Linked DNA regions of Mus musculus: regions 2, 3, 4 and 5 are each linked to region 1. A link is a contact called in public promoter capture Hi-C data. All regions are on one chromosome and are shown on one strand. The core of a region is the stretch at or near the end of the contact, and the rest is flanking DNA. Distances in the headings are between cores, read along the strand shown.

The links. Promoter capture Hi-C pulls out the DNA fragments that hold promoters and counts their contacts.
Region 2: a promoter capture Hi-C map of pre-B cells shows a contact between it and region 1. The contact joins the promoter of Marchf6 here to the promoter of Trio in region 1. A contact is called at or near these places in 3 of 39 promoter capture datasets (cranial neural crest, hematopoietic stem and progenitor cells and pre-B cells) and 1 of 484 Hi-C or Micro-C datasets (CD8 T cells).
Region 3: a contact with region 1 is called in a promoter capture Hi-C map of pre-B cells. The contact joins the promoter of Ropn1l here to the promoter of Trio in region 1. A contact is called at or near these places in 2 of 39 promoter capture datasets (cranial neural crest and pre-B cells).
Region 4: a contact with region 1 is called in a promoter capture Hi-C map of pre-B cells. The contact joins the promoter of Ankrd33b here to the promoter of Trio in region 1.
Region 5: a promoter capture Hi-C map of pre-B cells shows a contact between it and region 1. The contact joins the promoter of Dap here to the promoter of Trio in region 1. A contact is called at or near these places in 4 of 39 promoter capture datasets (cranial neural crest, frontonasal cranial neural crest, pre-B cells and 1 more).

The regions. Positions count from the first base shown.
Region 1 is chr15:28,024,389-28,027,701 of GRCm38.p6, forward strand. It overlaps Trio (triple functional domain (PTPRF interacting)), which reads right to left and starts at 1,460. Exons shown (of 57, transcript NM_001081302.1): 1 at 952-1,460. The coding sequence starts at 1,108.
Region 2 is chr15:31,529,452-31,532,764 of GRCm38.p6, forward strand. Marchf6 (membrane associated ring-CH-type finger 6) reads right to left here and starts at 1,586. Exons shown (of 26, transcript NM_172606.2): 1 at 1,352-1,586. The coding sequence starts at 1,370. It overlaps Gm41287 (a long non-coding RNA gene), which reads left to right and starts at 1,653. Exons shown (of 3, transcript XR_875101.3): 1 at 1,653-2,486; 2 at 2,664-3,313.
Region 3 is chr15:31,451,928-31,455,240 of GRCm38.p6, forward strand. Ropn1l (ropporin 1-like) reads right to left here and starts at 1,762. Exons shown (of 5, transcript NM_145852.2): 1 at 1,486-1,762. The coding sequence starts at 1,616. It overlaps Gm49208 (a long non-coding RNA gene), which reads left to right and starts at 1,744. Exons shown (of 2, transcript XR_003951491.1): 1 at 1,744-1,985; 2 at 2,753-3,313.
Region 4 is chr15:31,365,967-31,369,279 of GRCm38.p6, forward strand. Ankrd33b (ankyrin repeat domain 33B) reads right to left here and starts at 1,793. Exons shown (of 4, transcript NM_001164441.1): 1 at 1,073-1,793. The coding sequence starts at 1,426.
Region 5 is chr15:31,222,557-31,225,869 of GRCm38.p6, forward strand. It overlaps Dap (death-associated protein), which reads left to right and starts at 1,829. Exons shown (of 4, transcript NM_146057.3): 1 at 1,829-2,027. The coding sequence starts at 1,973.

The sequences.
Region 1 (3,313 bases), core at 210-2,709:
AGGGACTGCTCTCCGAACTGCAGGCCCCCGGCCGCCGCTGCCCTCCGCCGCCTCCCGGACGCGCAAGCAAACCGGACTGCACGCAGGGACGCGCGGACGCGAGCCGGGCTCGCGCGGGATCTGGGCCGGGCCGGGCTTGGAGGAGGCGCCGTTACCGGGGTCCCCGGGACGCCCCGTCACGCCCCCTGCGCAGCACACCAGCGCCCCTCCCGCCCGCCGGGCTCCGGGCTAGCCTCCTCCTCGGCCACCTCCGGCTCGCCAGAGCGGACCCTAAACTGCCCCTCACTGCCTCCAGGTCCACGCCACCCACGCAGTGCCCGCCAGCCCTGGTCCCACGCCTCTCCCAAGGGCCACCACGGTCCCAGATGTCCTTCCCGGGCCTCCCCCAGAAACAATGGCTCGACCCGACCGCCGCCTCAGCTCGGCCACCGTCCTCGGTTCCTGGGCTGAGGTGCGATGGCTGCCCCGTTTCACAGAACCGTACACCAAGGCTGGATGACAGGCTAGAGCCCCGAGTCGGGACACTCGCTGATAATGGGGTTGGTGGTCCAGCTACCAGCGGCCCAAAAGCTATTACAGGGCAGAGCTGCTGTCCCCGGTCCCGGTGAGCTCGTCCTCCGGGACACCGGCCTCCGCCCACGCCGTCCCCGCCGCCGCCTCCTCGGCCCTCCAGCAAGAGACAAAGAGCCGGCGCCCCTACCCGCGGGGCCGTGGCCGCTGAAACGGGAGGCCGAGGGGTGTCTAGCCTGGCACGAGGGGCGAGCGCCGGGAAAGCGAGTGAAGGCGCCCGGGACGAGCCGCAGCACAAGGGCGGCGTGGGTAACCTGACACGCCGGCGTGGATCGCAGAGCCCCGATGCGGCGACAGGGACGAGAGCGCGCAGGGCTATACCGGGCCGGAGATCCGGGCGCGCCGGGCCGGCCGAGCGCGCGGGGCAACCGCGGTACTCACCGGATCGGAAGAAGGCCGCGATGTCGGCTAGGTCCTTGGCGGCCTCCTCGGCGCCCTCGCCGGCGCCGCCCCCGCAGCCGGAGCCCGCCGCGCTGGCCGCTGCCGCGGGGCCGGAGGACGCGGCCGGGGCGGTGGCACCGCCGCTGCTGCCGCTCATGGCTTCGGCGGCGGACGAGCCCGCCTCGGGCCCCGCGCCCCTAGCTCCGCGCACCCAGCCGCCTGCGCCTGGCCTGGCGGCGCCGAGCACCCAGCTGCCCGCGCCCGGCGCGCGGACGCACAGCCCCGGGGCGGCGGGCGGCGGCGGCTCGGCCCGAGGAGCGCGCCCACATAGACGAGGACACCGCCCGGGAGCCGCGAGCCTGGCGCGGAGCGGGCGCGCGGAGCCACGGCCTCGGCGTGGCCGGCCGGGGCACGGGCAGCGGCGCGGACACGCGAGGGCGGGGGCCGGGGCTGCGAAGCTCCGCGATCACGAACGCCGGCGGCAGCAGCGAGCCTCCATCTTGCTTTCCGACGGGGAAGGAAGGAGGGGGAGGGAGAAATCACGGCCGAGGGAGCCCGGGTGAAAGGAAAGGGAGAGCAGGGAAAGGAGAGGAAGGAAAAAGAGGGGCTTCGGGAATTTCCGGAGAGCTTCGTTAGCGGCCGGAGCGTGGGCTCGGCTGGTGGGCGGGGCCTTTTGTGGGCGGGTCCTGGAGGGGCGGAGCCGCGCCTGGGAGCCCGGAGGGCGAAATGGAGTGGCTGAGAGAGAACGTGGAGCGGGCCAGGTCTCCTCCTCCAGGGCTGCTCCAAACCTGGGAGGAGCAGGAACAAGTGTGACCGAGCCACACTGGCCTTCCAGGACGGGCACTGCGCCCCCTGCCAGGACTCTCGCGCCTGCACTGCAAGCGGTCCTAGCGCTGGAGCGTTTTCATTATTATTTATGTCACCCGCGGGGCCGAGCGACCAGGATATGGAGCTGGTGTGGCCTTCGCAGGCACAGCGCTGTCACTGGCATGTAGAAGGGGCGGGATAATTGTTGAATGAGCAGAGAGGCAGTGAAAACAGATTATCTGCTCTAGTCTACCGTCTCCTTGTATGTAAAAAGCAGGCGCGAGAGAGGGGGTGCTTGCGGGGAATCCCCATCTCCCAAGTGTGCTGGGTCCTCAGGCTACCCAGATGTAGTGGGAAGATGATGGAGGCAGGGGAGACCAGAGGAAAGGGACTTTTAAAGAAAATGTACGTTAAATCAGATGTGTGGAATATCAAATTCTGCTTTATGTCACGGCTGCAAGATGAGTGCAGTGAAGGAATGGGCGCCGGGTAATTGAGAATCACATGCAGGAGAAAACAGATCAACAAATTCCATCAAACTACACCCCGCACCTATGTTTAACGGGAGAACGATGATTAAGTGACCACCAGATCTTTTCCCCTTGGCAGTCTCAGACAAGCAAGGGAAAAGGGCTAGAAGGCTTGGTTTCGGTCAGGATGAAGTTTGAAGACACCCATAGGAATTTGTGTTCACCTTGCAATAGGTGTGTGTAAAGATCTACAGCTGTGTGCTTATATTTTGGACCGCATGATAGTACATATGCCTGTATTTTCTTGCTCTGTCAATTAATTGGCCCTGGAAACACCTAGCGTTTTGATGACTGTCTCTCTGCCTCTCATGTGTGCCTGCACGCACTATCGACATTTGTGTTTTGGGTCTGTGTTTATATGAATACAAGAGGTAGGTACCCAGTGTCTAACTCAGTCATCCACTTCTCACCTTAGTTTTTTTGGAGCAGAGTCTCTCACTGAATCTGGAGTTCCTTGGTTAGTTAGACAGTTGACTAGCAATACATAAAGATCCTCCCATCTCTGCCTCCCTAGTGCCCAAGCTGCAGTAAAAAGCTGGAATACCGAGGAACTGAATTCAGGTTCCCATGCTTGCAGAGTAAGTATTTTACCACAGATGGAGCGTTTCTATGGTTCTCAGATCTTGTTTTTAATACTTTCCTCCAATTAAAGGAATTCAGGCTCTTTGGGAAAATGGGTGATTCTGGTAGTGGGGCAGGAAGTATTTAACATGAGCACCCTGTTGTGCCAGAAGGTAAGGAAATGACTTCCCAAGGGGGGGGGGGGGAAGCAGCACAGAAAAAGATTACCCAGGACACAAAGGAAACAGTCGAAAGAGCTCTTCATGGCCCAAGCCAGAACAATTTCAGAAAGACAACATAGCACTGTTTGATTACAAGCAAAAAAAATAAATAAATATTTTTGAGTCCATACTGATGTAAAGGAATAAGCAAATGGGGTAGAAGTGACAAAGGCAGAAGTACAAGTAACTTAGGTAGAGATTGTCCCGAGTGAGACAGAGCAGAACTCCCCTCTCGCAGGGTAC
Region 2 (3,313 bases), core at 336-2,835, 3.5 Mb after region 1:
AGAACCGTACTGTAGCATAATGAAGTGGCAGCGACAAACAATGAAAATAGGGTCAACTGTTTCTTACCACCCGTGTGAACCTTAACCAAGCTATTAAATAAGCCTACATTTCCACAGCCACGAAAGGTAACACACATCCACCCCGCAGGGCTGTCGGGAACGTCAAAGTGAATCAATCCTCCTGTGCATATTTTGTAAACAATACTTTTTTTTAAAAAAAATCAACTCATCACATTATTACTAAACTTTTTATTACTCTAATGACTTCAATACAAGTGCTTGATGGTTCGATTGCATGTAAAGTCGGTAAAATAAAGCCTGAGGTTGAAAAGAACGCTCATTCGAACAAGAATATATCTAAACAGTAAGTATCTGCACTAGTAAGTACATGATCAATAATTTCCTCTACAGACTCACTAATACATCAGTGCCTCTAAAAACTGCTTTAAAACACTTTGCCACAACGTCAGGTAAGCGGCTGCTTTCTACACCCATGTGGCTGCTTTTCTTTCGTGTTCTCTGCTAATTCAAAACAACCGCATCCAAAGTACACGTCCACAAACAAAACAAACAAACCCTTGCTTTGTGGTGACAAGGATTTAGAAGAAACCTAAATATTCGCCTTTCCCTCCTCCAATAGTCTCTAGAAACCGTCCCCTCTCGGGTCTGGTCAGTGCAGTTAGGGTAAGGCAAACAGAGAGCAAGATTTTGCAGCAGGGGTCAGTTCAGTCCACTCAGCAGTCGTCACCTCGCGGGGTATTTTCCGCGAAGTTTCAAAGTCAACAAAGAAGTTGTGTGGCAGAGGTTGGGCCTACAGGACAACAGCAAACAGACTCGAACACGGAGGGGGGAAAAACGAGTGGGGGAGGGGAGTGGAAACGCCCCCGGACTTCGCACTGCGGCCCCCTCCTCCGCGGACCGCGGGATGGCGGTGGCCGGGGCCCCGATCTTCCACACCGTCAAGTCCCCGGCAGCCCCACGCCTCGGGCACCCTATGGTCTCCAGCGCCCCACTTCCCGACATCCCCATGTCTCGAGCACCCCACGTCGCGACACCCCCACGTCCGGGATGTCCCACGTCCCGGCACCCCACGTCTCGGACACCGAAGTCCTGGCACCCCAGTGTCCCAGCCGAGGCTGAGTCCTCGTCGCCCGCGGGAACCGGCGGGGGGCGCGCAGAGGGTCACCTTCCGATCCGAGCCCGCTGGAGGACCAGCTCGAGCCGCGCGCTCGCCCGCCCGCCCGCCCGCCCGCCCGCCGGGCAAGCAAACTGCCCGCGGGATCCGCCGCGAGCGCCTCGGCCCGACTGGAGCGCGGGCGCCGCTGCAAGGGCGCGGGCGCCGCCGCCTCACCTTCCTCGGCGGTGTCCATCTTGTCTGGGGGGCGGCGGTGACGCAGCCGCGAGGCGCCCGCGACCCGGCAGAGCCTCGGGGCCCGAAGGGAAAGGCGGGCGGGCGGGCGGGAGGAGTGGAGGAGGAAGAGGACGCGGGCCGGGCAAGTGCGTGCGCTCGGGTGCGAGAGGAAGCCGGTCGCGGGCGAGGGGGACAGGGACAGCGACTGACAGAAAGCGAGCGCCGGGGAGGGGGGAGGGGCGCGCGGCCGAGCGACGGGCCTGGGCGGGGCGCGCGGCGGAAAAGGCGGGGCGCCGGAGCGCTGCGCGTCACATCCGGCGCGCGCCTTCGCTCGCGCTCGCGCCGGGCTCGCGGAGGCGGGGGCGGGGTGCGAAACACGGCCTGACTGGTGGCGAAGGCTGCGCGCGGGATGGAGACTGAAAACCTAGAGGCAGGCGGCAGGCACCTCGCGGAGGGGCGGCTGCGGCGGCGGCGGCGCGGGCGCGTTCCGGGACAAAAGGAACGCGGAGCGGCGGGAGCGAGCCCGGCGCGCACGCCCGCCCGCCCGCCGGAGCGGGTGTGGGGGACAAAGGGTCCCAGCTTGGGGTACCCGACCGCCACTCCCGGGGCGTTCAGAGTCGGCCCCGGAACGAGCATTTTTGGTTCCGCTCTTGAGTGGTTCTGAGGCACGTCTGAAAGAATTACAGAAGCATCCCTAAGATGGAAAAAGACGAGCATCCAGGTTATCAGAATCTCTCCTGGGGAGGCTTATGCAATTGAGTGGAAAGACCACGTCTTCACAGCTGAAAGCCAACATTGAATCTACCTCTAAGGGAAATGGGTTCAGATGGCGACACAATTAAGGGAAGCTTACCTGGCCAGAACTAAATGGCTGATGAAAGAATGATGAAAGACTCAGACCTGCTCGCATCAGTAGGCCACCTTCCTCACATAATCCTTAGAGCTTTCTCTAAATAAGATAGTACAGATTAGAAGAAAAGTGTTTCCAACCCGGATGCTTAAACGTGCACATAACGGAAAGTAGATTCAAGAAACGGAATTTTGGCCGGGCAGAGGTGGTGCATGCCCTTAATCCCAGCACTTGGGAGGCAGAGGCAGGTGGATTTCTGAGTTGGAGGCCAGTCTGATCTACAGAGTGAGTTCCGGGACAGCCGGGACTACAGGGCTACACAGAGAAACCCTGTCTCAAAAAACCAAAAAAAAAAAAAAAAAAAAAAAGTTATGTGACTGTTTTTGTTTTAACCCCAGGTGTGGGATATGGGGCTGCTTCAGATGGGCCACAACCGTTAACTATGATTGTCTCGTACTCTAGGAGGGGAGTGATCTAAATGGCAGTCTCCAGAGCAGTGGGAGGTGCTTTGAGGAAGAAGAAGTGGGGAGAGGAGGAGGAGGCAGAAGAGAAGGAGGAAGCAGAAGAGGAGGAGGAGGTTTTTGGTTCCTGCTGCTCCTGTTGCTGTTGCTTAATGAGACGTTGGAGATGCCCTGTTGTGGAAGATTGGACTGATCTCAAGAAACTCAATGCCCCTAATGATCAGGAGTAGTCAAAAAGGTCTACATCCCCCTTTCCCTCTAACCTTCCTTCTCTTCTACCTTGATGTACTAGAACACAATAGAATAGACCAAAAAAAAAAAAAAAAAAAAAAAAAAGCCCCCAACAGAAGACAGTCCCTGTAGGTTTGTCTTTGAGATTTCTCACAAAAAAAAAAAAAAAAAAAAAAAAGCTAAGTTTAGCCCCATGCAGATGCTCAGCTCCTGATTCCACACACACTGGTATGCATATCACCTTCATCCTCTGCCCTATCCTGCGCAGCTTGCAGCAACAGGAGTGAAGAAAGGATATGTGTCACACAGAAAAGCTGAGATCTGTGGACCATGCTTACTCTTGTGAACTGGCCTCATGATGCCACAACCCAGAACCTGGCCATGCTTACAGTGAATAGCAATGGAGGTAGGAGTAGGCTA
Region 3 (3,313 bases), core at 512-3,011, 3.4 Mb after region 1:
CACCCCCCCCAAAAAGTTCCATTCTAGGAATCTGAAAATGTGTGAGCTGGAGGTTAAGGAGGCACAGAAATGGCTTGGGGCAACAACTTGAGTGAATTCCCTTCGGATTTGGCCAGCACGAGGCCTTGTGCCAGGCAAGGTCTTAAGCCACAGTCAAAGAACTTGTAGCCAGGAAGATGAACATGAAATTAAGCACCAGGGCACCAGGTATGTCTATGAGTTATCAGAAACCATCTAAATCTGAAACATAGATAGATGGACATGGATAGTGAAGACTGAATAGATTAAAGGCAACCCCCTCTCTCTTCACCCTTTAGGGTCAACTCCACCTATAACTACTAAGACTTTTGTGCTCCTCTCTGTGGTTTCGTTAATGAGCTAAGGAGTGGTGCGGACAGCCACGAGAGAAACAGATGCAGAACTGTTGACCTAAAAGTCCAGGCCCCGGTTACAATGCTGTGGCTTGGTGGATTCACACCTATTCATAGTTGTTCCCTCATCGGCAGTCTAATGAATCAGGGATTTCTTGTGTAAGGCTTCAAAAAAACTCTCTCTGTAGTATTAATAAATGTGCCAATAGGGGCGGAGACTTGAAGTGCAAATAAACTTTCATAAAGACACCCTAGCCCTTCTCTCTAAGGCTCGAGCATATGTAATATCGCTGAGGGGTTATTGAGAGAACTGACAAAGGGACCGCTGGGCTCACAGGTGACCCTGACGGAGCTAAGTAAGACATCCAGGTCCTGTCCCCTGAAGCCCCGTGAGAGGTACTCTACATGGCAAGCGTCTTTGCACAATTAAGGACTTTAGATGGGGGAAACTATCCTGAAGAAACGGTATGGCTCCTAAATGTATCACAGGACTCCTCAGGAGAGGAAGGCAGAAGAGAACCCACGGATTGTAGAAGGGCCAGGAAGTTCCAACAGCCGAGTCTGATATGGAAGCAGCCACCCCAAACGCCTGTTGCCTGCTCCAGATGTTTTGTTGCTTTTACCTCCAGAGCTGTCGTTTTTTAAAAGTCGAGTTGTTAAAACAGCCAAAAGTAACGAAACCACCTTAGCTAATATAGTTCAGAGAAAGTTAGCAAATTTTGGCTAAAAATAGTTATTCTCGTGATTTAAAAAGTGGCACAGTTCTCTTGTAAAACCGAAAGAATGAGTGTTAAGATTATAATGGTCAGGCCCTTGAAAGGGTTCCTGTCCTTGTTTCTAGAGTGTGAAGGTTCGCTAGCTGTGAGCTGTGCTGGACAATTTTCTCAGGTGGCAGCTTTCACATACCTCTGCCTCATTTGGGGGTGGGTGGGGGCATAATTCAGTTGTTCTGGGCGGTTTCATTTATAACATCCCTGTAACTGATTTTTTTTTTTTTTTAAACTCAGCGGAGCCACTTTTTGCCCCGCGGTTGGTGTGCAAGCTTTGTTAGTCTACACCCACAACGTCGGCGTCTGTACTCGGTAACGGGGTGAGGTTCCCTGGCCGGCCTTACCCCGCCGACCACTGCAGCACGTCCGCCGGCTGCGTACGGATGGCAGCCTTGGTGAACTGCTTGAGGATGTCCGGCAGCTCCGGGGGGATGTGGATCTGCTGCGCGCAGAACATGGTGTCGGGCAGCGGCATCGTTCTGGGGAGACCGCGGCGGCCTGGGACGTTGTGCTGCGGGGAGGAGAGGCAGGGTCAGCGCAGCGGGCGGCGGGGAGGGACTGCTCCGCCCCCTCAGGAAACTGAGGCCCAACCGCCCAGAGCGGATAGAGCACGCGATTGTGGCGTGCGGTCTCCAGGCAACCCGAGCTGCGCATGCGCACAGCCTCAGCAAACAAGGGGCGGACGTCCGGCTGGCCTCTGTGACCAACGAGTGACCACAGAGCGGAGAGCGCCATAAAACAGCTTGTTTTCCTAAAACGCGGAGGTTGCGCTAATCCGAACCCCAAGAGGTCTCGACCAGGGTCTCGGCTTGGCGTGTGACTCCATTTGGTCCACACACCCACTGTATGAATACACATTTCCAAACCAAAGCAGCTTGGCAAAAAAACATTTAGTTAATAGAATGGGAAAACAAGGACTCTCAGACACTGTTGACAGAAATGAGCGTTTATCTGGGGACTACAGGATTTTCTAACGACTTAGCAATATTTATCCTAAGGGGGGGGATAGGCATAAGGAGTAAATAATAATGCCTATTATGTAGCTTGGTAGGTTAACTTTTATTAAAACCTCTATCATGGTCTCCAAAGAAAAACAACACAATCGGGTAAAACCAACAGAGTTAAAATCTGATGTGGGGACTGCGAGACTCGCAAGGCTGGGGTTCATTTGAGCTGGGAATTGGAGACCAGCCTGGGCAACATTTAGCGCTTCAAGAAGCAACAAGTCTGTTCCCACCCACACCACCACCACCACCACCACCACCACCACCACCACCACCACCACCACCACCACCACCACCACCACCACATGACTGGTGAAGCGGAAAAGATTGTAAAACAATCTGGGTGTGCAGGTGTCTGTTCCTTTTATTCTTAAAAGTCTCAGGTATAAATTGTGACAATTCAGCTTTTGTTTTCTTAAGTGAATTATATTTTGCTGTTGTATCTAAAAAAAAAAAAAAAAAAAAAGTGAGCCTAGCCTACATTGACCTTTTTTTTCCCTACATAAGTTACTATTAGTTCGTTTGTACAGTATCTGTAGTGTGAATGTTTGCTTTTCATTCTGTTACCAGTCCAAATACTTCACTTTTTTTTTTTTTTTAATTTCAGCATCCATGCCCCGTTGTGTGGAATCCACTGAATACATACGGAAGTGTCTGCTTTACCAGATACACTATGGCAAGGAAATGGCCACCTAAGCAAAATGGGTGTGGTTCCTGAGCAAGAAGCTCCTTCCTCCTCCAAGTACATCCTAAAGCATAAATGAACGAGCCGAAAGAAAGTCTTAGGCACGGTTGTATAAGCAAAGGAGATTAAAGAAAACAAAACAAAATAAAAAAACCCAACGCAATGGCTAAACAACATAAAGTGATGCAGAGGGGCCTGTGCCTTGCTGACAGTCTACCCATGGTTTTAAAGGCTTGCAGAGTAGCAGCAGGAGGCTGATGGAGGACTAGGTGTGTATGTGTGCAGACCTAACGAGCCCACTGAGGAAGCAGCTAGGCCTCAGCGGTCTCCCCGGAGGGAGTCCTGTGTGCTGGCTTGGGCAGCTGACTTCTCGCTCTCTCTTCCATCTTCTGGTTACTATCTGTTCTGCACTTGTGGTCCTTGGAGGCAGACATCTTCAGTCACTTAACACATCAACTCTCCTAATCACTGTGTTTCAGGAGA
Region 4 (3,313 bases), core at 543-3,042, 3.3 Mb after region 1:
AAAACATTCCTCCAAGTTCAATGTCGGGTTATCGAAAGCAGAAAGTGACACCCTGGCTTCACCCTTGCCTAAGCCTGACCCAGACTGCAATCAGGCACAAAACATTGCGCATATACAGCCCCCAGGATAAGCCAAAGGCACGGGGTCACCATATTTTCCGTCAGCTGTGACTCCCAAGCAGAAGCACGGGCGTCCCTAATTTGTTCAAAGCTGAGTCTGCAAAAAAACCACGGGGCCTCTGGGAACATGGAAATCAGGTGAGGTTGTTTGTCCGCCCAGCAGAGACTAATGGGGACACGGCCACAGCGGTCACTTTCCCATTTACTAGTCAGTGGAAACAGCTCTCCAACTTTTTTTTTAAACTTTCTTACTATCTCTGAATCTTGGCGTAATAAACGGAGACTGCCTCCTTACTTCCCCGCGTGCTGACCCTGGAGTGTGCCCCTACTGAGCTGCGCAGCACCCGGCCTGCCTGAAGCGTGGCTGTGAAGGCTCATTGGCTTCGACCCGAGCGGTGACCGCACATAAAGCTGGCTGGTCGCCGCGCGGGCCACTAGGAAAAGCACGTAAAAAGCCAGGGCGGTTTAGGTAATGAAAGGAACTGTAGCTTCCAAATCCTAATCCAACGTGTTAGGCAAAGACAGCGGGAGAGGCAGAGCGGACAAATGCGGATGGGGGTAGGAAAATGTCCCCTGAAAGTGAGTAGAGACCATTGCCTACCTGGTGCCTGGGGAAAGGTAACAGTCAGAGGGGCACTGAGTGGAAGGGACACCACACACACACACACACACACACACACACACACACACACACACACATCTCAGATGTCACCACATTTCCAGCGCGGAGAATTCTTCCTCTGGGGAGAATTCGGGGATACCGGGGCGGTAAAGGGTCCTGGATGAAGTAGGAAGCCGGGCTGGACCATCTCTGCCCGCTCGGCAAATGGGGTCCCAATTGCCTCACAGGAAGGAAAGGGTGCTCTGAGCGGCAGTTGATCCAGGATTGGAGTGACAAGGAAATGCGGGCAAGGGAGAAGAGCGGAGGGAACCCAAACCCTGTCGGGACTTACCCGGCCGTTGCGGTCAGTCTCCCGTACCTCCTCGGAACTCGGCCCGCGCCGCACTAGCGCCCGCAGCAACCCCACGTCGTTGGCGCAGGCGGCGCGCAGGAGGGTCGCCGCCTCAGGGACGCCCTCCGGGACGCTCTCCGCGCTCACCGAGCCGTACTCTTCCTCGCCTCCGGGAGGGTAGAAGGAATCGTCCGATGCGATGCTGCGGGTGTCCGGCAGACTAGAGAAGTCTTCGTACTCCTCGTAGTCCGCTGGGTCTTCTCCTGTCTGCTCGCTACGGGGTGGCGTCGGCGACTGCGGGGACAAGCAGCGTGTCCCGCCGCCCTCCGGCCCGGGCCCAGCCAGCAGCACCATGCTGGAGGCCAAGGCGCGGGCCGGGGGCTGGGGCTCGAATTAGGGGACACGAAAACGGGGCGCGCCCGGAGGTCACCGACCCTTGGCCCCTGCGTTCGCAGAAGAGCAGGAGCCCCGCGCGCTCCAGCCTGGCAGAAAGCAGCTCCAGGCGGCTGCGCTCCCGGTGCAAAGTCACTGGCGACTGGAGAAAAGCCCCTTGGGTGGGAGGAGCCGCCGGGGGCTTTCCCTGCCCCGCCGGGCGGGGTGAAAGCGAGGCAGCGGGCGGGGCGCCTTCCCGGTTAGAGTCCCGGGAGCATCAGAGATCCTCTCCAAACCGTGCCACCACCACACGGCCACTTTGTCCCGAGCAGGGAAAGGCTTGTTCGGGAGATCCTGAAGCTGTAACTCGAGAGGCTGAAAGCTAGCGTGAGGGACAGCAGGCGCCCCGCCCCGCCAAGGGCTGCTCCCTGGGGGCCCGGGCGGAGATGGAGTCCGGAGACGCCAAAGGCTAAGCAAGTTTCCAGCGTCGGAAAGTACCCGCACCAGGAGGCTCGCCCCTTTCCCACTCCCCACTGAGGACCGTAATCCGCCCCAGGGCCGAAGGAGAGGGGCAGCCGCAAGACCGTCACCTCTCGGGCAGTCCTAGTTCTGACCAGTTGCAGTCCTGGGACTCCCTGAAAACTCTCTTGGAGAGTGGAAAAGCGTCCGCTCGGGGCGAATGGTGGAGCTGTCCACTTAGGAGGAAATTCCATCTTGGGGAGAACCTGTCCTAGTGACGATCCTGATCCAAATAAGGACCCGAGGCTGATTTGGGGAGAGAGGGGCTAACTTGAAAGGAAGACAGGGTCTGCAGAGTCTCCAAGTCACCCAAGCCGGCTGTGACTGGCAGGTTGATAGGAAAAAAATCTTAGGGAGATGGAAAAGTGATCAGGAACCGCAGGGAGGATGACGGGGTGAAGAGAGACAGCACCTGGTCAGAGCCGTGAGAGGGCTCTACTCTCCCCAACTCCTGACTATTGTCACTTGGCAGAGGGGAGAGGGTGGTAACGGGTCATGGAAGATGAACCAGAGAAGGCTGGAGACCGACCAGCTTTGATCCCAGGACTAGAAACAAACATTTCGGAAATCGAGATTACTGGCCATGTTGAGTTGTCGGAAGTGTGTGGATGAATTTATCACTTGGAGCCCCCCTCACTATAAAGAGGAGGAGGTGGCATGGCCCTGTTCTAGAGGAAAACTTGTATATCCCAGCTGTGTCTCATGAGGCAGCAAGAAACCCCTCACTTCTCTCTCACCCCACTGCCTCCTCTTCATTTCTACCCATCCTGACAGCGAGCCTACCAGGCACGTCAGCCCGTGGGAGGCCCAAAGGGGAACACGACTAAGATCCTGGAGACAAGACACAAGGACCTGGATGTGGGTGGGCAAGCCAAAGGGCATAGTGGGAAACCTCGTGCAGTATACTCCAAATGGGCACTGGAGCCGGCAGGCAGTGATGGCACAAGCCTTTAATCCCAGCAATTGGGAGGCAGGGGCAAGCGGATTTCTGAGTTCGAGGCCAGCCTGGTCTACAGAGTGAGTTCCAGGACAGCCAGGGCTGTCTCAAAACAAAACACAACAAAAAAACAAACAAACAAACCACCAACAACAACAACAACAAAAAACAGGCACTGCAGGCTGAAAGACTTTCCAGAGTTCTAGGGTGCCTAGAGCCACCCGCACTGGGCCAGTCACACTGAGGTTGTGGGAGGATCTGGTGTACCGGGGCTTTCTTTCTGAAAACCAAAATCCCCCCACTCCCAAGCACTGTTCAACTTCTCTCGCCATCTGTAACTGTCCACAGCTGCATAAATTCCCGCTGGGAATTTCCCTTTCCAGGTCAGCTTCTGTTACAGGGACCCAGGGGAT
Region 5 (3,313 bases), core at 579-3,078, 3.2 Mb after region 1:
TGTCCTCCAAAACCCTTACCCAGAAGTCAGCCAGCACTAGGAGGAAATGCTGCTGGGCTGAGAAACCTGGTATCTGGGCCCAGCTCACATTCACCAGACTGAAATGACTCTTTCACCTCCTCCCCCTCCCGCTCCCCCTTCCCCTCTCTCTATCTCTTTCTCTGTGTATGTTCTTGTTAAAAATGAATTATCCTCTCTCATCCCTAGAACCATTTAAGATTCAATTAACACCAGTCAACATTACTAGAATCTGTTCGGTAGACACCAGTGCATAGAATGCTCCCAGAGTGGTACTCAACATGTAGACTGTACCTGTGACAGACTGGGCTGGACATGCCCACACCCACCCACATGCCTCCTCCACAAGTGAAAGTGAATGAATATACTATTATATCCTAAGCATCCACTCCATTTTCTGTGTAGGCCCCATTTGTTGCTCTCTGTTAAGACAACATTGTAGGAGACCCATTGCCTCTCTGTTCCAGGATTATATGGGTCTTTTGCGATTGCCATGGCTAAGGGCCTGGAATATAAGTGAAAACCATATACCAGGCTTCTCCTTCCATGGAGCTGACAGTCCAGTCCATGGAGAATTCCAGTAAATGAGCAGAGAGAAATAAGGACGGCCAGATGAGGTTGATCGCATGGAGGCAGTAAAAAACATGAACAGAAACATGAGCCGGGCACCTTGGCTACATTCTCAGATCCCACAGGTCAGCTGACTTCACAAGCTGGTTGTACTATAGGAAGGAGTCAGTCATGTAGATATCTGGAGGAATCAGTGCTCAGTGATGGGAATAGCAGATGCCAAGACCAGAAGAACTGGCCTGTCCCACTAAAGAAGGATCAGAACAACCAATATGGGTCAAGGAGCCATAAGCAATGAGCTGCTAGTTTGCCAGGCCCTGTCACGAAAAAAGCCTTGTGGGTTGTATGTGCTACAGGTTGCATTTGATGGCCACAAGGGCTTCAAACCTCCTCGACTAAGAAATTGTTTCTATGCAAGCCTGCAAACCACTTGCCTCTTGAGAACCGCGAGCTAAATAATTCTGAGTAATTTATGAATTACTCAGACGCCAACATCATTACAGTGGAAAGCACCCCAGGAACGTGTAGGGAAGAGGGCCAAGGATGATGCACGGGAGATACAAATATTTACAAGTCTACAGAGAAGCTTGCCAAGCCGAATGGCAGCCACGGTGGTCTGGACAAGGCAGAGACATGGCGTCCCTAAAGCTAAAGAACATCCAGAGCTGTCTGCAGTGCTCCTACGAGATCAAAGGCACTGGACAAGTGACCTTCGGATTTGGCAGCCTGGGGTCAGGGAGAGGTTCTGAGAGATCAGTCAAGAGGTTCTGAGAGTAAGGAAGGAGTAGAGAGGTGTGGCACCCTGCCTCTTTTAATAGCTGGGTCGTCTAAGATCCGTGTGCAGCCTGGAAGGGATGGTGGCAGGCCCTTTTCTAAAGATAGAAGACTGCTGATCTTGCAGAGCTGCGAGTTCTAGAGAGTAACGGATAAGTTTTGCTGCAAAGTGAGCCAAGGAGCCAGGAGCTGCCATCTCTGAACGAAACCCCGCGCTGGGGTCTCGAACCACCAGCAGGCTACGCTTCCCTCAGTGACAGCTTGGCTAGTGAACACGCACCACGGGTCCAGCCCCTCGCTGGTCGCAGGGCCGCCCCGCCCTTCACGTACACACGCGCCCTGTCATCCTTCCCATACAATAGCCTTGGAGTCGTACGTGGCGCTGGCCGCTGCGCATGCTCCACAAGGACGGGCGGGGCGAGGCGAGGCGGCTCACAGAGTTCGGGTGGGCGGGACCGTGCCACGCAGCCGTTTGGAGCCACGCCCCCCTGCCCGGGGCGGCAGTGCGCGTTCCCGAGCAGCGCGCGCCTCACGCCTTCCCCCGAGTCCTCGCGCGCGCACTGACGCCCACCCCGCGGCTGCCGTCGCCCCTCCGAAAACCAGCGGCGCCATGTCTTCGCCTCCAGAAGGAAAGCTGGAGACCAAAGCTGGACACCCGCCCGCCGGTACTGACTGGTTTGCACTATGTCTTGGGGCGCCGGGAGGGGACAGGGCAGGATCGGGGTCCCAGTGCCCCGGTGCCCCTTGCTTGTGTGCTGCGCAGGCGCGCAGGTGAGCGGGCCCGGGGTGCAGGTGAGCGGGTCGCGGGATCCAGCCCTCCCCGGCGGGGACACCCTAGTTGTACAAGTCAAAACTCAAAAGTAGGCAGTTTTTATGAGATTGCACAGATGTTTGCGTGGGAGACCCCCAACAATTAAAAGGTAGTGTTGTATCATGATGATTAATCGTGGGCTGACAGCATTTCACACTGACAGACCAAAGAAGCGGAAATAATTATGATCATTAATCACCCGGCATGACTTCCTTTATTCATTTAATTTTCGCATCCAACTCCCTCTTGAAAGTGGTTAAAACGGTATTTTTTTAAAGCAAACCCGGAACTTCTGAGCCAAAACTTCTTTTTACTGGCAGTTCAGTCCAGTAAAGAGCCACCTCTCTTAGGAAATGGTGAGCAACCTTTGTGTGCCTTGGGCAGCCGCCTCCACTCAGTTCCTGTTTGTTCCTCCATGGCTGGAGGAGTTGGCATTTCTACTGCCCTTTCTGGTGGCAGAGATACCTGTGGAAGCACCACAGAGAGCCAGCCTGGAAACCGTGGGTCCTAGAAGCCAAGTCTCCTGTGGTATAAAACCAGGGCATCTCCCTGCAGACCTTGGAGGACTGTGTGGGGTAGGGACACATCTGTACCATCTTTCTGTAGTAAAAACTTAGACTCTCCAGCTGCTGGCCCCACTGGAGAACAGGAGGAGAGAGGAAACTGCCTTTAAAGTATGCTGTATTTCAAAGCTGATTCACTATGACAGTGCTTCTCAACTCGCCTAACTGGGGTTAGGAGTTATAGCTACGGGAGTCTTTGTGTTCAGTGTAAGATACTATGCTAGAGTATGGAAGGCTCTGGGTTCAATTCTCACTTCTTACAATACAAATTAACTTGTGGAAAGATTACCTTTAAGATACTGGCTCCTATCCCTAACCAAGTCTGTCCGCAATGGGTACCGGCTTGCTTCGCCAGTGGCGTCTCACTGAGTATATTAAACCACCTTCAGGGTAGGCCCTATGCCCCAGTAAATAGATGGCCAACGCAAAACGAACTCAGTGGTATTTTTGTAGACTTCCTGTCTCATGTGGTTTTCTTTGAGCATTTTTTAAAATCTTACTAGTGTATTGCTTGTGTATTTTGGTTTGTGGTTTTGTGGACTCTGTGTGTGTGTGTGTGTGTGTGTGTGTGTGAGAG